Linked DNA regions of Hordeum vulgare: region 1 is linked to region 2. Evidence: chromatin contacts called from public Hi-C data. All regions are on one chromosome and are shown on one strand. Each heading gives the region's core, a stretch centred on a gene start, on an enhancer-like site or on the middle of the called end of the contact. The rest is flanking DNA. Distances are from core to core; before and after follow the strand shown. Region 1 has its middle 200 kb from the start of LOC123413208. Region 2 holds the start of LOC123412369 (protein RICE SALT SENSITIVE 3).

Region 1 (6,684 bases), core at 2,725-5,224, 640 kb before region 2:
GCAAAAGGTGCCATGAAGAAAGTTCCTAAAACAAAAAGAACCCACCTAATATGCCACCTAGTTAGTCTCGTGGGGATTATTTGGTGCCTCAAGTGCCAAATAAGATTTACTTGTGTTATTATTTGTTTTTGTTAGGATATGTTAGTTTTGTGTTAATCTTGAAAAAAAATTGAGATCCACAACATTAGAAAAAATTGTGACATTTTTCTAGGTGTGTTACAGTTGTTAGACCAATGGATGTCATTTCTTGTTCTAATTAGAGCCGCTATAAATATGTGAGGAACTAGTTATAGGGTACCCTCTGGATGGGTTTCTCTGGGCACACATGGGGTTTTGATTTTATTTTTTCGGGTTTTTTCTGTTTTATTTTGTTTTAGTCCGGGTTTTTTTCAGGGTCTTCAGCTTTCTATGTTTTTTTGCTGGTAGACGTCTGTAGCGCGTAATTTAGCCGCATGGTGAAGCACTAGTTAATAGGAAGTCGTCAAGCACAAGTGCACTACGCGGGGAAGAAGAACTATGCTTTGCCATGAAGCACATGAGCATCACACGGAGAGCAAGCACTGCACTACGCTAGGAGCACAAATGCACTACGCAGAGAGCGCAAATACGCTACATGTGAAGCACAAATGCTCTATAAAGAACACAACTACACTACCAAGGCAGGCTCAGTATTCGAGGGAGTGCAAGTTTAGTATATTAGAGAGCAGAAGTTACGTTAAATTTCTTTTGTTGAAACCTATCAACATGTGATATAGTTTCAAACAACTCGATGGAAAGAACGCAAGGTAAAATGATTCACAATTTAGACACACATTTAAAGAGATATTTCATTTTGAAAACTCAATGCAACCTTGACAAGGGTAGTGTAGTATGTACTTATTCCATTTTACCCTTGCCACCACCGCCCCCTCGGGTGAACGACACGAAGCCAAACCTAACAAACTAGGTTGTCACATCTCACAAGCAATTAGGAAAGCCATATGTGACCAAACTTACGTAGGTGAGGAAAAAAGAAAAAAAATCCCAAAACGATCAGATCCACAATGAATCAAGCCATTTGTTAAAGGGAGTTCGAATGAAAGAAGGATCAGGGTAGGAGGGTCATATGTGGTACCCACCCACATTGCTCCATGGGAGACGGGGAGGGCGCCCCAGCCGCCGCCGCCGCAAGCACCCTCCTCCCTCGCCGTCGTCAAAGGACGCGACCGAGCAAGGCCTAGCCGGCGTCAGCGACAGCGGGGCATTTCGCCTTATCGCGCGGGGCCTTCACATGAGGCGGCGCGGCTGGGCCGGGACACCACGATGGTAGGGTTGCGGTGGAGGATCCCCACGATGGCGTCGTTTGGGATCGGCGACGCACGACGGGCTTTGAGTTGGTAGATCGTGCAGGCGAGGGGGTGGCGGTGAACTGGGATCTGCCCAGATCTGACGTACTTCTTCGGCACATAGTGCAGGCTGTGGGCAGCGTGGGTCGGTGTCCTCGGCTATAGTGGTGATGGTTGTGGCGTGGTGGAGGCAACAGTGTGGTGGCAGTCCTAGTGATGTTGTCGCATCACGGCAACAATCTGCATGATCGGTCCTCCTTGATCCGGCTAACGACGTGTTTCGAAACTGCTACCGGTGATCTTGCCCACAGATATCTGAATTGGATAGAATCCAGTTGTGCGCGTCCATATCAGTCTACGCAGCTCCATAAAGGCGCGACGCGAAGCTCTGTTTGTTTGTCAACACAATGGAACATGTAGGTATCTCTATTTCCATGGCGACAGCGATGGAGAAAGTCAAGGTGGCTGAGATCGGAGGATTAGTAAGACGGAGGGGGCCTTAGAGGCGATGGGTTCAACAAGGTGTTTGATAACTTTTAGAAGTAGCACTCACAAGTGGGGGCGGCAACACTGGAGGATTCCATTTTTGGTGATGTTCCTCGGGTGCCGAGTCATGACTTTCAGGGTGGAAACCTAATGTTCGACCTTCATTTGTTGTGCCTCGCAATTGCCTCGCTGAAGATATTATTTTAAGAGCTCGAACTTTCTACATAATGGAAATCTACGATTTTTTATTGGACGACCATAGTGTTGGTGCACTGTTTCTTTTTTGAAGGCATCATTTTTGGTGATCTTTTATGTTTTTGGGGTGTTCTCTTTAATGATGGTTTATGCTGCTGTTGAGAGGAGGTGATCACTGTGGCGAGGCCTTCATTTTTTCTTGTTTATTTTCTTTTCAGGTTTGTGTGAGACATCTTGTTGATGTAGAGGCTAAATGTAATAGGTATTTTGATGATATTAATATATTTCCTCTTTTTTTTAAAAGAAAAGAGGGTCGTATGTTCTTTTGTCGAGGTGTCAAGAATAGTTGCATTCTCAAATTTAGTCTATAGACTTTGTGGCTAAAGAGAAGAGATTGATAGCTTCATTTCCAGCTCACTGTGCCTAAAGTAAACATGCTGGGTGCCTCGGTTACAAAGTGAAAAAGGCTACCATGGCAGGTTGCCCAAGTGCATGTGGTCTCGGGGTAGGCTAGCTCCTGAACTTGTGCATGGACACCACCTATCCCTGAACCCAGTCAACCGGTCATCTCAGATCGATTCAAATAATTGGGCGGGCAAGTCAGTCATGAGCTTTCATCATCGTCCAACCTGCCAAGACGGGAAGAAGTTCTCATCCCCCACAACTTTCCCGATACGACGGCTGTTATTTTCTAAGCAGATCTCTCCTCCTTTTCTCTGTCACCGCGACCGAACCCCATGTAGAGCTGCTGGCTGCCACCTTTGCCGTTTGGTGAGGAATCCATCAGTCACACACGCAGGGAGGAAGATGGAGGCCCAATGGTCGTAAGAAAGAAAGGGATCATCATCAGGCTTGATGCCCCCAATGATTCTGCCTTTTCCATGTGCATTCCCCTCTGTAAAGACGATGAGGGCGAGGGAGTTAGCAGGATAAGCAGACTAGTGGCGAGGTGACACTTGTGTCCCCCTGACCATCATTTTACAGGGGAGCTCCTCATATGTGGTCGCCGGACAGTGGCGGGTGCTCATGTCCGCTGCAAATGGCAGGTGTTGGCCGGGAGGAGAAGGTTGAGCGTTACTTGTCAGGGGCCATGCCCTGTGCCAAGCACTTGACTGATTTGATGGCTCTCCTCTTGTTAAGGCATGCGTTGGTTTGATCACCCCGTGAACCACACCATCTCCCAACATTTTCTCCCCTGTTTCTTTCTTTCCTTCTTCCTTTCTTTCTTTTTCCGGGTAAGGCAGCAAATGGAACTTCGGAAATTACCATACGCCGCCGCTGTTCAGCGTACACTCAACCAATCTTACAAAGAAAACAAGGGAATACTCATAGACTGCATGCATCTTACCCTTTCGGTAAACCAGTAAGGAACTCGGCACCGGTCCATCAGAGATCACACGACAGTCCGAACGGCGCCATGCCGTGATCCGAACCGTACTGACGAATAATCTCCCATTAATCATGGAGTGGGGTTACGCCGAGGGGTTGGTCAACAATCATGTTGCAAAGGCGCCACACATGCCGTAGCTGCAGTGAGCTGCTATAGGGAGCATACAGTGCCCCGTCCTGCTTCATAACTCGCGGGAAGCCATTGGTAGTGGGATCGCTGAGCCGAGGGCCGCCTACGCTGTTAGACGGTCATCACGCACCAAGACGAAGATGCGTGGCAATGGCATGGCGTTCCACGAACGGCGGCCGGGGCATCCTTCTGCATGCTCGCCCTTTGTCATTCAGCTGTCCGTCTCCGTTTACGGTCGGAAAGCGCCGGATTCGCGTCGGCACCGACTGTTCCTCAACATTGCAGTGCAGCCAGGCCTGGAATTTGCTCATGTGTTGGGGCTATGATACAGTGGGATTAGTTCCTTTATTAGGTGAGTTTCACCTGCAGTTTTATCGCTTTCCTGCACGGTGCGTATTGATTGTCTCTACATCTACAGGCAGGCTTGGAGGGGCCTGGATCTAAATCTTCAGAGACTTATCGTTTAGCACCAGATGTCTTTTGACCACGCTCGCATTGGCCGTATTCGGGCGTGACGAGGGCTATTGCGCAGCGGCATTGCTGTGCCAATGCAATGCTTAGCTGGTATGGCGCTAGGCTCTTTCAGTTTAATCTTCCAGTTTCCGTGAGAGGAACAGCAAAATTTACCGCTATCCTGCAATATCATACTACATCCTGAAGTGCGCTTCTTACTTGTGTTGTGCAGACGATGAAACTTCAGGGTGCCCCCCATTGGTTTCATCCTGACTTAGAAGCATTGTCCAATCCCAGTCTGTTCTCTTACGTGTGACTCGGAGCACAAAATGAAGGGGCAGTTGTGCATCCCAATCTTCCACTTTTCTCAAAATGGTAAAGATAATTCAGTGAGTGAAGGGGCCCTTTTAACTGATCAGACTAGATAAGAAGGAACATGGGGCAATCTTGTGCATGCAGAACACCAGAGTATCTCCATTTTCAAAGAAAAAAAAGAGGAAGGAATTTGATCTTTTAATTGAGAAATTTTGTACTCCCCCCATTTCTAAATATCAATACGGATTACATACATATGTATATAGACATATTTTAGTATATAGATTCACCCATCTTGTTCCATATGTAGTCCGTATTAAAAAATTTAAAAAGGCTTATATATTTTTTTTGAAGGTCATGGAGGAGGGCAAAAGCCCTCCACCTGAATCATTTTCTATTTCCATTAACTATAACCATCCCAGTTTTACATAGTTACCACACACCTCCAAGAGGCAATAGGGGAGAGAGACACATAGAGGGAGAGGGACAAGTAGATATTTGGGGGGGGGGGGGGGGGGATCACACCCCCTCCCATGGGGGGGAAAACACCCACAACCAACCATCCTCGTCCGCACGCGCCGCCTCTTTGAGAAGTCCACGCCAGAGGACCGAATCTTCCCTGCAGCAGCTGAGGACACTTGCAAGGGACGGCGCAACCTCGCGAAACACCACGACATTCCGGTGCTTCCATAGTTGCCAACAACACATCAGCGTGAACGTGGCAGACCATGTGCTCCCTGCGACCGCACCGACATCAAGCGCCTGCAAGGCCCCCACATGGCAATTTTCACCAACGACGCCAACCCCCACCGTCCTCCAGAAGGCGCGGGCAAAAGAGCACCCAAAGATCAAATGATCCGCAGTCTCAAGGGCAATGGAGCAGGGGGGCACCTGACACCCGGGGGTTCAACAACATGCTTCCGAAGCAGGACATCACGCGTATGAATGCGCCGCTGGACCAGCAGCCACCCGAAGAAACGCACCCACGAAGGCGCACATGAGCCCGAGACGAACTCAACAAAGTTTGCTCGCAGCCCACGGAACCACTCCAGGGCATAGACAGAGCTGGGGACGAGCACCCCCGAGCCCCGACACACCTCGAGAGGGTCTGTTCATCATCGCCAGGAGCTGGGGGGGGAGGCTCGTGGATGAGGGGTAGGAGGGCCGCGAGCTCAGCCGCGCCGACCGCACTCAGCCGAGGAACCAGCAATCGCTCCAGGCCACGAGCGTGCACCTCCCACACAGTAGCCTCCTTACAGGTGGCATGCGACAGCAGGGCAGGGAAGGTCGTGGCCACTACCCCACATGGGAGCCAGTGGTCGAACCAGAAGGAGGTCCACCGTCCATCTCTCCCCCGGACCCTGGTGATCCCCCAATAGAGATGGAGCAGTGAAGGCACTGTGCTCCCCGACGACCCTACTGGCTGACAGGTGGAGGAGCGAACGGCCGTCCAGATCCGCCGAGACCCATGGCACCCATCGCGAGGACGACGCCGACACATGCACACGATGCAACATCTTAAGCAGGAGGCACCTGTTTTAGGTGGCTAGGTCGCGGACCCCCAAGCCCCCTCCTCCTTGGCCCACCAAACTTGTGTTGGCTTTTGAACGTGCGTATGCAGTCGTACAGGCATGCCTACGCGATTCTTGCTTCGACCGGCTACTTGACGGAACTTGCGTAACTAGCGACACGAATAAAACTGATCGATGGATTTGATGGCTAAAGGCCCGTGTCGAGCCTTTGCTTTGTATTGCTTTTCGTTTTTTCTGGTGTTACAAGCAACACCCCTAGGGTGTCTTTTCTACATATCCACAAAGGGATTATGGAAATAGACTAGGACTAGGAATCCTAATACTACTAGGACTCGGTTTGCCTTTCTTTCCTAATCCTACATGAGCAACATGATTAACTTCTACATTCACCTCCTTAATCTTGTTGCTTGACTTCACTTCTTGCACTCCAACTTTCTTCCTCATCTCGATGAACTTCTGTCGACCGAGGGACTTGGTGAAAATATCGACAAGTTGGTCTTTTGTGTTCACATGTTGAACCTCGATCAACCCGTCTTCAATGCACTCCCGGATATGGTGGAACCGGGTATCTATGTGCTTGCCCCTTTCGTGATGAACCAGATTTTTGCACAACGAAATTCCAGATTGCTTGTCGATCTTCAATGACACCTTCTGTACCTCCCGCTTTGCAAGAATAGCTAGGAGTCTTCTCAGCCAAACTGCTTGACAAGCCGCCGTGCTTGCCGCTATGTATTCTGCCTCGCATGAAGACAGTGCCACCACCTTTTGCTTCTGAGAATTCCAGCTAATTGGATTCGGGCCAAGGTAGAAAACCATGCCCGTTGTGGTCTTTCGGTCACCAACATCACCTGCCATGTCA
Region 2 (7,143 bases), core at 1,733-4,232:
CTCGGATATAGAAATCCATCAACTTGAACCCACTACAATGCACCTATCTCACTGGAAAAAGATCAATCTACTCGGCCAAACCAAATCTATAGATCAGAAAGATTTAAGAAGTTGTGATGATCATGCACATAAGAATCATATTTAGAATTCAGAGATGACTTAAATATTTATCATGAATAATCTGAACATAAACCCACAATTCATGGGATTTCAACAAACGCACCGCACAAAAGAGTTACATGGGATAGATGAAAGCAAAGATGCAATGATCATTGTATTGAAGATCAAGAGAGAGAGAGAGAGAGGGAGAGAGAGAGTGAGAGATAGCCATCTAGGTACTAACTACAAAGTCGTAGGTCTACGGTGAACTACTAGCACATCACCATGGAGCGACGGGGTTGATGTAGAGGTCCTCCGTGGTCGATTCCCCCTCCGTATAAGCACTGGAAAAGGGCTCCAGATGGCCTCACGGCGGAACAAAGACTTGTGACGGCGAAAAAAGTGTTTTGGGGTGCTCCTTAGGGTTTTTGGGGATTAATGTGAATTTATAAGACGAAGAGGTACGCCAATAGGCAGCTTAGGGCGGCACGAGGCAATAGGGCGCAGTCACCCATGGGCACGCCTTGTTGTGTGGTGCTCCCCTCGTGAGGCCTCTGGCCTCCTCCCGAAGCTTTCAGGTCTTCTTTTGGTCCAGAAAAAATCACCAAAATCTTTCATGGCAATTGGACTTCGTTTGATACTATAACCTGAAAAGCTAAAAACACGCACAAAACAACAACTCGCAATGGGTCAATAGGTTAGTGCTAAAAATAATATAAATTGATGTATAAATACCCAAAAGTATACTAGAAAGATAATATTAATACCATGGAACAATAAAAGATTATAGATACATTGGACATGTATCAACGTGCAGCCAATCGAAACCGGAGCCTACTTGCGCGAGACTAAGTAGTCGACAGACGAGCCAGCCGGTCCTTCAGGCACGGGACATCATGAGACGGGGCACTCGCAGGTTCAACGAAGGCCATCCAATGACGGAGGCCCCACGGACAGACCTGCAGTCTAGCCGTTAATGATCGTCAAGGCGGGTTGCCCAGGAACGAGCAATGCGGGCAGATCGGACGACGTCAAGAGCCCCTCGAGAGGCCCTCGCGGTACACCACCACATAACGGACGTCTCGAAGGTCCTTTCAATCCTTGGTTAGTTAGAGAACATAGGTACTCCAACATTATTTATATGAATATATAATGAGCAAGGCTAGAAAACAAGAGGTGGGCCGATATGCCTCTACTTGGGCTACAAGTGTGGTGGAGGCCCATTAGGGGAGGATTTGGCTTTTAATCTTGGGCTTGGCCCTCTTTGCTCCTTTACGCCCATCTTTGACATATTCTTTTATAAGCTCTTCTTCCTTTGACTTATTGAACATGAAAATTTGTTTGGACGGCTTTCTTGGACCCTGAAGAGCTTGCTTGGATTTCTGTTGACCTTCTTGACTTGTGTTGACTAATCTTAACTTTTATTGACCATTCATGTGACATGCCATACGGGTTAGAGGATGAGACCTCAAGTAGGGTCGAAGTCATTCGTACGAGCCCACTTACATGACAAAAGTGCCTATGTGAAGGAGAGAGATGTGAAAAAGAAGGAGAGTTGGCTCTTATGCAGAAGCCTAGCTATATACTTATTCCTAGGTAAATGCAATAAATCTGAAGGAGGAGATAGAGAGAAGATGAAAACAAGATTAATGTAAGAGCCAACCTTATAGCAACATTATTGTATGAGTGTCTACAGATGACGGTTATATATGACATGGTAGTTCCTTATAGCCATCAGCTGGCTATATTATTAACCATGCTCTACAAGAACATACGCACACACATTTATTTAGTGTGGAAATGGGTAAACTAATCGGTTATTGTCCATTTGAATACGGATCATTTAACTTATTGGTGTTATTCTTTTATTAAAAAGAACTCATTAATGCTATATGGAACATTTTCCATCAGTCTTTTTTCTGTTGCTTTTCCAGTCTATGCTTTCTCTGAGGGCATCTTCAATAGTTGTAAGATAGTTATTGGTAAACTTTACCACCTATGATATATGATGATGTGGTAACAAATAGATGAGGAGAGAGAGAAAATTCGTATGTAGATTAACCAACAACTCTTACACAAGCTCCAAGATTAAATAAAGAGCAATTGCATTTATTCCGTTTTCTCTTATTGGATAATTTAGATGCAACCATTCAAATAGTTGTATGATTCCTTGTTGGTTGAACAATTTTACCAACAAGACTACATACAAAGTATTAGAGATGTGCCCGAGATGAGGCGTTTGGCTGTCTCCTAGCGCCTACGCGCCATCTAGACATTGCCTTTCATCGCAGAGCCAAAATGCACCTAGGAGCCTATATGTCCTTTGCTCTGTTTCCTCACGGTGAATTGGGGATGAATGCTACGACTCCCTGCTTTAGCATTCCCAGTAACTTTATGTCAGTGCTATGGCGCATAGCTAGCACGGTAGCACACGCGGCACTGAACTCATCTCGTCCCGTTATTAGTTTGGAGACGTGCGTGACACTTGCTCTTGCTCAACGCGAAAGATACTAGAACAAGTATATACCGCAAGAAAAGACAACCCGGGAACGCAATGCATGGGCGAGGCAGGATGAGCGCCAGTGGAGTATTCAGCGATTCCCATCCCAGCATCGCAATTAATCCACAAGGAGCCGTACGAAGCACAGTCCTCCTCTATATTTTTTTTGCGTGTGGGCATGAAGGGGACAGTTGGGATCAACTCGCTCCAAGGACCGAAAACACGAGCATGATTTCTCTCATTCTTCCCACAACTAATAATAAGAGCCAAAATGTGGACCATGTGGAAAAGCCGGGCACAACAAGAGAGAGAGAGAGAGAGGGGGGGGGGAGGATACATATTTTTTTATCAGCTTTATACTCCCAAGCAAGCAGTCCCCCCATCATCTTGAGTCTCGAGACAGAGACGTACAGAGAGAGGGGGTATAAATTTCGGGCAAGTGTGGCGCTCTCATTCGATGGTGGCCTGGCCTCACAAGCCTCAGCTCACAGCCATACGGAGAGGGAGATCACACACGCGAAAGGGAGTCCAGCTCCAGCATCAAGCTTAAGCAAGCAGCTAGAGCCAGTGCCAGTTCTCCCATATTCTCGATCGGCGTCTCCTTCTCCACTCCCTGCTACTGAATCAGCCCGGCTTCTCCATCTCCGGCGGCGGCGGCGGCAATGGAGGAGCAGCTGAGCCCGGTGGCCGTGACGCACCTGCTGCAGCACACGCTCCGGAGCCTCTGCACCAGCGACGCCTCGCAGTGGGTCTACGCCGTCTTCTGGCGCATCCTCCCCCGGAACTACCCTCCCCCCAAGTGAGCCCCTGCCTCCGCCCCTTTCTTCCATCCATCATCTTCATCACGCGCCCGTAAACACACCATGGCCGCCGCCCGTCGATCAATCTCCTAACGCCGCACTGCGCCCTCTTTGACGATTGCTAATCCCTTTGCTGGCTCCGTCGGTTTTACCAGATGGGATCTCCCAGGTGTGGCGTATGACAGGACCAGGGGAAACAGGAGGAACTGGTACGCGCGCGAGGCAAACACTTCAAGTCTTTTTTACCGTCGCCTGGTCTGGGACTTACTGTGTCGGGGTTTTGGTTTCTTGCACCCAGGATCCTGGCGTGGGAGGACGGATTCTGCAACTTCGCGGCCACCACCTCTGCAGCCGCCTGCGGCCAAGAGGGGGCAGGGGCCGCCGCAGCTGCAGCGGCGGCTGCGTACGCGGACTGCGAGGCTGCCGCGCAGGAGGCGAAGCAGGGCCTGGGCCTGGGCCTGCAGCCTGAGCTCTTCTTCAAGATGTCCCACGACATCTACAACTACGGCGAAGGGTCAGTACTCCTGCTATACTTCTACTACTGCCCAAGATTAACTGGCTTATGATCGGATTAGGTAGCTAAGCAGGTGATCGATCGGCCGGTCACCGGTGCTGCTGACTAATGGTTAAGTTAAGTAACCAGGCTGCATCTCTGTTCTTGGTCGCCGCCTGCAGGTTGATAGGGAAAGTGGCGGCGGACCACAGCCACAAGTGGATCTTCAAGGAGCCCCCGGAGCAGGAGATCAGCCTCATCTCCTCCTGGAACAACCCCGCCGACTCCGTAAGCTGCTCCTCCGGCCCCAAAACATTAGCCTCGAGCTTACTGTGCCATCGCCTGCTTAACCTTAACTAACCATCCTCCATGAAATTATTGACCCGGTGCAGCAACCGAGGACATGGGAGGCTCAGTTCCAGTCTGGAATCCAGGTACGCCTTGACAAATCGCAATCGCCGCCGGCCTTTTGATCAAAAGCTCTCTGCCTGCTCCATCACCCTCTGCTGCTGCTGCTGCTGCCGCATCGTTCGCCGCGCCGCATGCAGTCTGCTAGACGAGCTGAAAGCTCAAAGCTGAAAGCTGCCATGGCAGCGTAGCATCACTAGTTTCTTTCTTTTCTTTTCCCATTTCTTTCTCTAATTCTCCTCTCCTCTGTGGCGCGTGCAGACCATCGCGCTGATCGCCGTCAGGGAGGGCGTCGTGCAGCTCGGCTCCATGAAAAAGGTGCGCCCCCTGGATTAGCCCGTGTGTTTATAGCCCACTGCGTGCTCGCCGGTCTTATTCTACCGAGCTTTAATGGATTCTCCCCCGAGAACGGAAGCCAACATGTGGCGCACGCGCGACCGTGCAGCGCCACTAGTGGTAGCAGCAGTGGCTTTAATTGATAGTATTTGGTTGCACGAGTGAGTGAGTGAGTGAGTGGTTGTGTAATGATGATGTGATGCTGCTAGCTCCGGGGCTGCTTGTTTGTTTCATCGATCGATCGTTGTCATGCAGGTGGCGGAGGACCTGAGCTACGTGGTGACGCTGCGCCGCAAGTTCGGGTACCTGGAGAGCATCCCGGGGGTGCTGCTGCCGCACCCGTCGTCGGCCGGCGTGTTCCCGGTGGCGGACGTGGGCGCCGCGGCCTGGCCGGGCATCATGCCGCCGCCGGACATGTACGTCGACCCCTACGCCCCCGGGCCGGCGCCCATGCACATCATGCCGTCCATGAGCAGCCTCGAGGCGCTGCTCTCCAAGCTGCCGTCCGTGGTGCCGGCACCCCCGCAGCCGCCGGGGTCCATGCCGGGCGTGGCGCCGCCCTCGGACGCCGCGGCCAAGGAGGAGGAGGAGGCGGAGGGCTACGCCCACTGCCACGCGATGGACATGTCATCCATGCCGAGCAACGGCGGCGAGAGCACGAGCACGAGCGCCGCCGCCGCCGCCGCCACTCCCATGTCGTCCTACTTCCTCGACGCGGGCGGCAATCCCAGCGATGCCGGGTTCTAGGCCGGCCGCCGTCATCGTCGTTGTCCTTCTCCTCACGATGGCTTCTTCAATAGCTAGTGTAAAATCAATTAATTAATCCATGATATTATTCCCACGACCACCCATCGTTCCATCCCACCCACGCCAAAACCATGGACGGACTGCTTAACCCCAAATCATTGGCACAGTGTCTGTCCGTGCCTCACGCTGCTGATTACTAGTATATCGTTGGACGACTTGGACTTGGACTTGATCTGGACGTAGTACGTATAGAGTACAATGTAACAGCTACGAAGTAGCGGTGTGCATGCATGATTGGCTTTGGCTTTGTCCATCGCATTTACACATGCTTGTTATGAGATGAGATTGAGATGCATGCATGACACCTGAGGAAGCAAAGGACACGGCAATGGCCGGCGTGCCCCAATCGGACAACCGTCCTTCCGTTCCCCCTTCCGCGTCGCGATTCCATGCGAGCGCGTTCGTTTGACTGCTCCTTTCCCGCCGGGGCCCAGGTGCCTCCTCTCCGGCCAACTAATGCGCGTCCGATACGACCAATCTCAACTTGTTGAGCTCAGCTAGGCGCGTACGGTGCCATGGATCCTACTACTATCTTTGGTTCTTGTGCTCGGGATCGGGTGAAAATTCTCCCAAGTTTTTGACGGAGGCGCGGTCATACGTCATAACTCAACTGAGCACAGTGCCATGGGCAGCATGGAGCTTTATGCATGGAGAGAAATCCGAGGCCGCCGGTCTTCGCCCTTCTGCGGAGAACTATTGTGGGTTCATGAGCCGTTGAAGCGGCAGCAGAGCTGAGCAGAGCAGAGGCGGGCGTGCCCCACCGTCCCGGCGGCAACAGTGTGGTACAACACAATCATCAGTGCGAGAAGAGGACACGGGAGCGATCGAATGATTGTTGTGCGCCGGCCTTGAGCGAGGAAATGCAGGCAAGCAACAGCGGCGCTGCTGTCCGGTTCCTCCCTGCCACTAACGGATCCCGCGGCGCTGTCGACGGCGGCCGCCGCGGCTGGCTGGCCGGCTGGCGCCGAGACTGTAGAGGGCTCAGAGGGTGGGTGTGGGGGCGCGGAGGAGGGGGGTATGTATTGAAGCTGTTTCAGATTCAGTCAATCAGGATCGCCGGACGTGGATTGGTCGTTGGTCCCGGCCGGGAACAAGCTAATCTGCGGCAGCGCGCCGGGGCCCCACGCCGCCATCATCACCTGACTGCGATTGCCATTGCCGGGGGAGGGGGTCGGCTCGCAGCTTATGATTCGGCAGGAGCGTTCTGTCGAGGCGTGAGTGGCGCGTGCGTAGCGTGCTGCCGTCTCGATCCGCTGCAGGTGAGCCGAGGCCGGCCGGCGAGCACGCAGAGCGCGCGCGCGCGCGCGCGCGTACTGTCGTGTCCGCTGGCATTCCGCGTGAGCTTCCAGGTACCAAGAGAGTTGACTACAACCTTCGTACGTGCTCGAAGCCGCACGGCGTGTCGTCGCCGTCGTCGTGCGGGTCGCGTGATCGGATCGCGGTGGCGTCACAAATAGCCTGCCCACGCAACGCGATCGGCAGCGCCAGAGCGCGAGCTGGATCGGGTCCGCGACCGAGCTGTTGCAGTTACCCCGTTAACCAACCACTGCGTTCCTGATCATCGTGAAACAGCCCCCACCACTGTGCGGCATTCACGGCGCTCCTCTAGGGCCGCGTCCACAAGCGCTGCACTGCGCCTACGGTCGGCGCACTGCTCGTATGCCGCCGCGCCGCTGAACGGCGCGCATGCATGCCAGCGC

Evidence for each region. Hi-C and Micro-C count contacts between places; a contact is called where the count stands out from the background.
Region 1: a contact with region 2 is called in a Hi-C map of seedling, with 3 times the contacts expected there. The contact joins the enhancer-like site here to the promoter of LOC123412369 in region 2. A contact is called at or near these places in 3 of 6 Hi-C or Micro-C datasets (leaf and seedling).

The regions. Positions count from the first base shown.
Region 1 is chr7H:97,454,896-97,461,579 of MorexV3_pseudomolecules_assembly, reverse strand. No RefSeq gene overlaps it. Among protein-coding and RNA genes, the nearest start is that of LOC123413208, 200 kb to the left of the region's middle. Within about 2 kb of position 3,974, at least 2 of the 3 cell types and tissues checked have open chromatin away from gene starts, as enhancers often do. A contact at or near this core is called in seedling, where this site is marked.
Region 2 is chr7H:96,812,457-96,819,599 of MorexV3_pseudomolecules_assembly, reverse strand. It overlaps LOC123412369 (protein RICE SALT SENSITIVE 3), which reads left to right and starts at 2,982. Exons shown (of 7, transcript XM_045105316.1): 1 at 2,982-3,398; 2 at 3,555-3,608; 3 at 3,698-3,913; 4 at 4,075-4,180; 5 at 4,285-4,326; 6 at 4,562-4,618; 7 at 4,892-5,745. The coding sequence starts at 3,262. The coding sequence ends at 5,383.